3 separate regions of the Mus musculus genome follow, and regions 1 and 2 are each linked to region 3. The links are chromatin contacts, called in public HiChIP or PLAC-seq and promoter capture Hi-C maps. All regions are on one chromosome and are shown on one strand. Each heading gives the region's core, a stretch centred on a gene start, on an enhancer-like site or on the middle of the called end of the contact. The rest is flanking DNA. Distances are from core to core; before and after follow the strand shown. Region 1 holds the start of Nfe2l2 (nuclear factor, erythroid derived 2, like 2). Region 2 holds the start of Tlk1 (tousled-like kinase 1). Region 3 holds the start of Wipf1 (WAS/WASL interacting protein family, member 1).

Evidence for each region. Promoter capture Hi-C pulls out the DNA fragments that hold promoters and counts their contacts. HiChIP or PLAC-seq counts read pairs in DNA pulled down with a chosen protein or histone mark.
Region 1: an H3K27ac HiChIP or PLAC-seq map of bone marrow-derived dendritic cells shows a contact between it and region 3, with 8 times the contacts expected there. The contact joins the promoter of Nfe2l2 here to the promoter of Wipf1 in region 3. A contact is called at or near these places in 5 of 39 promoter capture datasets (the 3T3-L1 cell line, the C10 cell line, cranial neural crest and 2 more) and 2 of 115 datasets of contacts at active chromatin or transcription factors (astrocytes and bone marrow-derived dendritic cells).
Region 2: a contact with region 3 is called in a promoter capture Hi-C map of pre-B cells, with 2.7 times the contacts expected there. The contact joins the promoter of Tlk1 here to the promoter of Wipf1 in region 3. A contact is called at or near these places in 2 of 39 promoter capture datasets (the C10 cell line and pre-B cells).

The regions. Positions count from the first base shown.
Region 1 is chr2:75,703,278-75,705,977 of GRCm38.p6, reverse strand. It overlaps Nfe2l2 (nuclear factor, erythroid derived 2, like 2), which reads left to right and starts at 1,315. Exons shown (of 5, transcript NM_010902.4): 1 at 1,315-1,614. The coding sequence starts at 1,570.
Region 2 is chr2:70,824,033-70,826,732 of GRCm38.p6, reverse strand. It overlaps Tlk1 (tousled-like kinase 1), which reads left to right and starts at 1,253. Exons shown (of 20, transcript NM_172664.3): 1 at 1,253-1,540. The coding sequence starts at 1,402.
Region 3 is chr2:73,528,237-73,530,936 of GRCm38.p6, reverse strand. Wipf1 (WAS/WASL interacting protein family, member 1) reads left to right here and starts at 1,450. Exons shown (of 8, transcript NM_153138.4): 1 at 1,450-1,610.

The DNA of each region.
Region 1 (2,700 bases), core at 66-2,565, 2.2 Mb before region 3:
AAAAAAAAAAATTCAAAAGAAGATATTTGTGTTCAAACATACTTAAAACAACAAAGAGAAAGATAAAAATACTCTGGGTTTTCAACTATTAACACATTAAAACATCCCTCGATTTTTTTTCTAAGCCCATATAACTATTTTAGAAATTGGATTTTTTTTCGGGGGCAGTTAAAGAAGTATGTTTGGGAATGAACGTTGTGAAAACAGTCACTACCACCACCACCACCACCAAACCCAAGTGGCAGAGTCTATGGTACAGTTCTCAGCCTGTGGAGAGCCACCCCAAGCATCTCAGATATTTTGCACATCCGATACTTACATTACAATTTATAGCAACAAAATTAGTTATGAAGTAGCAGCAAAAATACTTTTCTAGTTGGAGGTCACCACAACACGAACTATATTAAAGGGTCGCTGCATTACGACGGTTGAGAAACGCTGCTCTAAAAACAGCTTGAGAGGTGGGGCCTTATGAGATCATACCTCAAAATTCCCAAATAGAGTAAGTACGTGTAAAGGAACCCTGAGAGTCTTAGAATCCACTTCGGTGATTCTGTTAGAGCTGTGCCCGCTTGCTGGGCTCTGGGTGGATGAAGTGATACTGAGTGACCGCTTGGGCCCCGAGCCCAGGGCACGTGGGAGAAGTGGAGGGCCTTCGAGTAAGCGAGCACGAGTTTGCAGCGTGGACTCATCCATCTCCCTGGGGCAGAGGTGTTTGAGCACCAGCAACTGAATGGGACCTGGGGCCAGAGGGCAGTTGGCCTCTTGCAAAGTCCGGGTCCCAGCTCAGAGCCCTAACCCCGAAACTGGCGCCACAGTCAGCCGGTGGAGCGAGATAAAGCGGGCAAGGTTCTGCAGGTCCAAATCAGGGAGTGGCAGCTCCGATAGCAGCGCACGGGCCGGGGCTCCCGGTGTGCTTGCACCAACTGTTTAAACTGCTTCAAAGAGCCAGGGCTGGAGCGACCTTCGGCAAACAGCTGCTAATCTCTAGCAAGGGGGTGCTGTCCTACAGAGGACTGGGGGGGCCGAAGGCCTCCTGCTCGCGCTCCGCCCCCCGTGCGACTTCAGCCCACCTGACTCCGCCATGCCCCGGACAGCGAGAGGAGGATCAACAGTGGGGGGTCGAGGGGAACGCGGGAACTCCGGCCGGAAGCACTCAGGTCCATGCCCCGCCCTCGGGCTCTTGCTCCTTCCACTGGCCCCCGTCTTGTCCCCCCCTCCCCTTGCCCCGCCCTAGGCCTTTGCGGGGGGCCCTCGGGTCCTTGCCCTGCCCCTGTACGCGATTCCAAGCTCTTGCCCCGCCCCTTACCCCGCCTCCATGCCCTTGTCCTGCCTCTGGCCCTTGCCTCTTGCCCTAGCCTTTTCTCCGCCTCTAAGTTCTTGTCCCGTCCCTAGGTCCTTGTTCCGCCCCCAGGGGGCGGGGGCGGGGCGGACTAAGGCTGGCCTGCCACTCCAGCGAGCAGGCTATCTCCTAGTTCTCCGCTGCTCGGACTAGCCATTGCCGCCGCCTCACCTCTGCTGCAAGTAGCCTCGCCGTCGGGGAGCCCTACCACAGCGTCCGCCCTCAGCATGATGGACTTGGAGTTGCCACCGCCAGGACTACAGTCCCAGCAGGTGCTGCCCCAACCTTCGGGCCCCTGGGCTGTGCCAAGAAGCCGGCAGGAGCTCGAGGGGATAGTGGCTCCGGGAGGGAGGGACAGTCTGAGCCAGGACTACGACGGCAGGGCCTGGGAACTGCCCCGCCGAGCTGGGAGGGCAACGGAGGATGTTGGGGCCGCGACGAGAGTGGGGTCCGAGCCTGAGGTCTCCAGGGGCGGCGAGGTTGGGGTGTGGAGGAAGCTCTGACTTCGTGGGGCCAGGCAGAGACACCACCACCTCGCTGGGTGGGAGGCGCAGAGGCGGGAGGGGGGTGGATGCTGGCGGTCTAAACCGGCGCCGCCCGGCCTTTTCCGGGGCAGCGTAGTTTCCCTGATTCGGTGCCGGTAAAAATGTGCCTAGTCACGGGGCCGCGCTCGGGGGAGCTGAGGTCTCTCCTCGGCGTCCGCCCGAAGCCCTCCCCAACCCCCGTTCTACGACTTGGTGAGCTCGGCCGTCTACGGCCTCAGCCCGAGAGCTGGTCTGTAAGATCACGCCTGTCCGTCTTGATCCAGAAAAGCCCAGCCCTCCGGGGGCGGAGGAGAAAGTCACCGGGTGGCCCTCGTGCTCTGGCGCCCCGACGGGCGGCCTGCCGGCAGGGCTCCGCACGCTCCTTCAGCCTGGGAACCCGGGAATGGCCTCGCGCCGGGCGCAAGGACGTGCAGACCTGGGCGGCGGGCTCCGAGGTCCGAGTGGGCCCCATGCTGGGCTGTGTGTTCTGAGTATGGTGACCCGCGGGGCCCCACGTAGTGTGCGAGGCTGTGGCTTCTGGCTGGCTTACATCGGCCAGTTGGCAGTCACAGAGGCCCTCGGTTGGCCCTTTCCTGCTCTATAGCGTGCAAACCTCGCTGCTCTGGGGCCAAGGGACAAGTTGGAGCTGTTGATCAGTTGCGCAATTGTTATTTTCCCCTGGGCGGCTTTGTCTTTGGATTTAGCATTACAGAGTTGTAATACCAAAATGTATAAGGCAGGATATTCTGGTCCTTGCCGTCAAGGGTAAGAGTAATAGATTAGAATTTGTTGCTTTTTATACTGTTGCAGAAGTTTTGCTTTTAGACATTTATT
Region 2 (2,700 bases), core at 4-2,503, 2.7 Mb after region 3:
CTGCACAGTTGCTCTATAGCATAATCATTTTAGTGTTCTATTCAATTTGGTTTAAAGAGAGCAGTAACCTTGTCGTATTTTTCCTGGACTACCAGACTTGCTCTTTTATGAACAAGATGGCCAATCGCTGGTGTGTGTACGTGGGTGTGCAGAAAGCTATGCTCTATCTATAAATTTTAGCAAATGCTGTAATTTGTTTTGGGAATTCGTCGTCAATACTCAACAGCGGCACCAGAAACTGGAAATTTCTAGAAACTATACCTTCTTCAAGATGAACACTATAGTTTTTTTGTTTTTTGTGTTTTTTACTGTGAATTCAGTAGTCAACATTTTCTATTTAGATTTTCCACTTCTGTGAAAACAAAGAACAAACAGCTATACCACACACTCAGGCTACCCCACCGGTAGGGTTTCTCAATTCTTTTGGTAGATTGTTTTAAGGAAAGTTTTATTTTCTTAGGTTCTTTTTTTTTTAATTCCGTGACTACTCCTGTTTTGCAGATGGATAAGTGCACACTGCTCTTTCTTTCTTTTTCTTTCTTTCTTTCTTTCTTTCTTTCTTTCTTTCTTTCTTTCTTTCTTTCTTTCTTTCTTTCTTTCTTTCTTTCTTTCTTTCTCCTTCTTCTCCTTCTTCTCTTTCTTCTTTTTCTCCTGAAGGGCAAGAAGCAACTCTCAACTTTTCAGTTCCATTTTGAGACTCCGGAGCCAGGCGAGAGCAGAGGCGTCTCGGGCAGGCTGGGTGTGGGGCGCGCTTCGGAGCAGGCGCGCCGCGGCGAGGGGGAGGCAGGTGGCAGCGGGGGCGCGCCTCCCTCCGGCCGGCTCCGCGCACGCGACTCGCCGCTCCGCGCCGCGCCGCGGGCCCCGCGCCTCCCAGCGCGCTCGCGCCCTCCCCGCCCTCGCCCCGCCCGGGCAGGGCCCTCCCCCCTCCCCCCTGCCGGCCCCGCGGCCGCCGCCGCCGCCGCTGCTACCGGAGGCGCAGGAGCCTCGCGATAGTGTTTGCATTGGCGGCGCGTGACGCCGCCGCCGCCGCCGCCCGTAACTGATGCAGAGGTTACCCCGCCGCCTCAGCCGCCACCCACCGCCCGCCACCGCCCGGGCGACGCCGGGGCCCGACGCACTGCAGAGGTGCCGGCAGGTTCCGCCCGCGGAAGTGGCCTCGGTCGGCGCGGCCCGCGCTCCGCCCGCGCTCCGGCCCCGGCCCCGCGGCCCCGGCCACTCGCCTCCCCTCGGCGCTACCCTCCCCGCCCGCCCTCCGCCCGGCGCGCTCCCTCGGCGGCGCGGCGCTCCCCTCCCAGCCCTCGCGCCCGCGCTCGCCCTCAGCGCGGCCCCCGCCATGACGGAGGCGGGTGCCGGTGCCGCCGCCGTCGCAGGGGGGGAGTCGGGCTCCCAGAAAGTAGCTTGATGAGTGTCCAAAGTAGCAGTGGAAGTTTGGAGGGGCCGCCATCTTGGTCCCGGCTCTCCACGTCTCCAACCCCGGGCTCGGCGGCGGCGGCCAGGTCCCTGCTGAATCACACGCCGCCATCCGGGAGGCCCAGGGAAGGTAAGCGCCGCCGCGCCCTCCCGCGGGCTCCCTCGGCCCGCGCGGACCCCGGGCTGGGGTGGGGGGTGGCGGTTCGCGGGCGGGAGGCCTGCCCTGGCTCCCTGAGCCTCCTGGCCTCGGGGCTCGGGTGGGTTTGCCCTCGCGGTGCAGCCTCGGCGCGCGAGCCCCCTCCCCTAGCCCGCACTCCTCCCATAGAGGCGGTCCCCGCGCCGCAAGCCGGGCCGCCGGGACCGGTTAAGATGCCCCTCGCCCGCCTCCCGCATGCTCTGGGCTGCCTCGGATCCGAGTCGGATCCCCATCGCGGCCCCTAGAGCGATCCCAACGGCAGACCGACTCGTGGGCAAGGCTGCTCGTGCCACCCCCCCCCCCCCCCCAGATGGTTGCAACTTTCCTTCCTTCGCCATCGGCTCCTGCATGTTTGAACGTTATGCTCGTGGGTTGCAAGTACGCTCGTGTTCCTTTCTGCCCAAGGGTGGTGGGCTTTTTTTTTTTTTTTTTTGGTGGAAATTCCTGCTTGAAGGTTTCTGCAAAACACGCACTGAGATCGGTTACAATTGTTTTCTAAGTTTTCTGGCTCCTTGCATGCAAGTGTTCTGCCACCAGATGTAGCAGTCACACAGCTAGTAAGGCACCTAGTGCTTTTGACTAAAAAATGAACTTGCTGCCTTTAACTTTAAGTATACTCCATAAAATGGAATTCGGGAGAACACTCCTTTACCAGGGAAGAATAAATTTGCATCGGATCTCTTTTAACGCCCTTTTGTCTGGAAAATGCGAAGTCGTATTCGTTAGCAATCGGTAAATGGGCTGTTCGCTCCCGGTTGTCTCGCACAAGGAGATTATCAGCACCTTTAAAAAAAAGAAGAAAACGTTTGAAAGTCCAGCAGTCTAGTAAGCCTTGTAAAGAAATTCAGAGCTTCGGTTTATGAGTCGTTCGGATTATTGTATTTTGAAAATATGTCTATATTTATTATCCATAGCTTTGGTAATTGCTAATCAAATGTTTCTTGCCCGGATCCAGTGGTTGAGGCATAGCATTCTTTGTCATTTTGTTCCCGTGAGCATGTGTGAAAGTGACAATAGGCTCAAAGATTGACGTGAATATGCTCTAGAAAATTCATGGGAAGATTTGATTTATGGCATCCATTAAACATGCCGAA
Region 3 (2,700 bases), core at 201-2,700:
TAGCAACCCGGCGGCACAATGCAGCATAGTATGGATTGTTTACCCTCCTCATGGATTCCCTGTGTTGTCAAGCAACAAGAAGGAATATTTACCACACACTGCTAACCCAGGAAAAGATCCAAACTCAATGCGCCAGAACTGGAGAAAATGGTTCAGCGGTTAAGAGCACTTGCTGCTCTTAACAGAGGACACTTAGATTCCCAGCATCTACGTGGTAGCTCCCAACCGTCTGTAATTCCATTATCAGGGCATCCCACACCTTCTTATGGCCTCTGTGGCACCAGGCAAGCACATGATACAGATAGATATATTTGCAGGCAAACCACTTGTACACATTAAATAAATACATACATAAAAGGCAAATATAGCATAGACCTTAGACGAATACAGTTAACAGTGGGAGTTTGTAACCATCCTGGAATTCATGGTGAGACCTAAAAATAACAAAAACAAAACAAAAAGGAAAGAGTGCATTTAGAGACTCCTACCAAAAAAAAAAAAAAAACAAACAAACAAACAAAAAAAAAAACAAAAAAAAACGCTAATAAGAGTTTAGGAGAGGTGGCCCTGTCGCTGTCTTTCCAGGATTATCGTATCCGCCAGAAGCATGTCACAGAGACTGCACACATAGGGACAACTCAGCACAGAAAGCCTGAAGCCGAGGCATTCTAGATGCCACATTCTGAGGTGCATCTTTCAAAGCTTCCCTGCCTTTACCCAGAGAGCTACGTCGTCTCGGTAGCTTTACTATCCGGTCCAGTAGTTATACTGACCATAACTGTCTTTGTCTTTCAAATGTATATGTTCTAATGTGTCATCCCAGTGTTAACTTGCCTTTAAGGCCTGATAGTGGTGTTTTTGAGAACTGGCAAGAGCCATGTGAAAGGGCCTCGGGTTTCTCCTTATACTCGCTCGGCTCTTGATCTTTCTATGTTTGCAGAAGTCGGTGGAAAAAAAAAAAAAAAAGATTCCAAGAATCCCAACCGATAGGCACCTTACCCTGGGAAGAGCTGTGCGCTCCCAGTGGGCGGGGATTGGGGACGCGCGTGGCCCTTGGGCTTCAGTGGGGCCACTCCATCTTAGAAGCCAGTTTTTACAGTGAATGGAAACTTTTAAGTTTCTCAAAGCGGGGGGCGCCCTCTGATTCGGGAGCGGAGTGGAGATGACCGGAAAAGGCTTTCCCTGTGTTGGGGGGAGAGCACCCCACTCGGAGGCCCGGGTAGTTTCTAGGGACAGCGTCTTGGGTTGGGTATCCCTTCCAGGTCCGGCTCCTGGGCGCACGCAGGTCCGGACCCCTCGGCCTCCGCCCCGGGGAGAGCCCAGCCCAGGCTCCGGTCCCGCCGGCCTCGGAAGTCAGGGCGCGGCGAGGGCGAAGGGCGAAGGGCCAGCGGCTGCCTCGGCGTCCGCGTGTGGCGGGGGCCGTAGGGGGAGGACGCGGGCCGAGGGGGAGGGCGCACATCTCGGCGAAGTTCCCGGATGGTCGCAGCCTCCCGGCGCGGAGCGCTTTTCCTGCCCGCCCCGGCTCAGCCCTGCGGACCCAGAGAGAAGTTTCCCAGAAAAAAATGCCCCGCGCGCCGCGGGGCCGAGGAGCCGCCCGGAGCCGCTGCACGGTAAGGGAGCCGCGCCCCACCATGCAGGGCGCGTCCGGGGTGCACGGAGTTGGGGTGCAGACGGGCGGGTTGTCGGGGCCGCGTCCTCGGCGCCCAGGGGAGCGATCCCCGCTCAGGCCCGCGGTCCAGCCCGCGCGGGAGGAAGGGGCGGCGGCTGCCGGGGCTCGAGATGCCGCGATCCCCGCTGAGCGCTGCGGGGCTGCACCGACCCAGGACCGCCCGTGGACCCGATGGATCTAACCGCGGTCTCCCTGGGATGCCCGGGAACCGCATCTGCAACTCCATCTCCACCGAGGGCGGGTGACTTTGGAGTTTAGGGCTCCCAGAACTTGGCTCCAGTGCTCCCGGGCAGCCTGATCCCGGGTATGGGCGCGCTCTAGGTGCCTATGTCTGCTCCTGAAAGGGCGGCCAGCTCGGGTCAGGGCTTTGCGCCCGGGGCCTCTCCCTAAATCGTGGACCGCTTCCCTTCAGCCTTCATCTCCCGCTACTTTAGCATGCTTTTCTTTTCAAAGAAAGAACAGTGAAACTTAACTAGTGCAAGAGAAATCCAATAGGGATGACCCAGATCCTCGGTTTGTGGCTAGACTTTGAACTCAGATTAACAAAAGGTGTGTCTGTGTGGAACCTGGTTTGACTGGGTCTTGCTTAATCTCCAAGGAATATCCCCGGGCTATAGGCTCCTAACCCCTCAGGGTTTCTACAGTGAGCAGATTTGGTCTCTTTCTCTGAAAATCGCTAGTCTGTCTTGGATCTTCCTTGCCCTTCATCTCTCTGGTTCCTGAGCGGGCCTGCAGGTAGACCCACAGGGACAGCGGACACGTGTGCAGCCTGGGTAGGTTTTCTTTTAACAGCTTCCATATAATTTGAATACTGTATTTTCATTTGATAGATTTTTTTTTGCCTCCTCAAAAAATGCTTATTTCAATAATTGATAAATAACTTAAAAGTTTGTAGATCATGTTTTTGACTTCTTAAAGAGAGAAAGTCTTTCATAAACTATGGGCTCTCTGCTTCTTACAGTGCTCAGGGCACTGCCTTCTACCCTGATTACCTGCCAGTTGCGGTTCACCAGGCTGATCCTCTCAGAGGC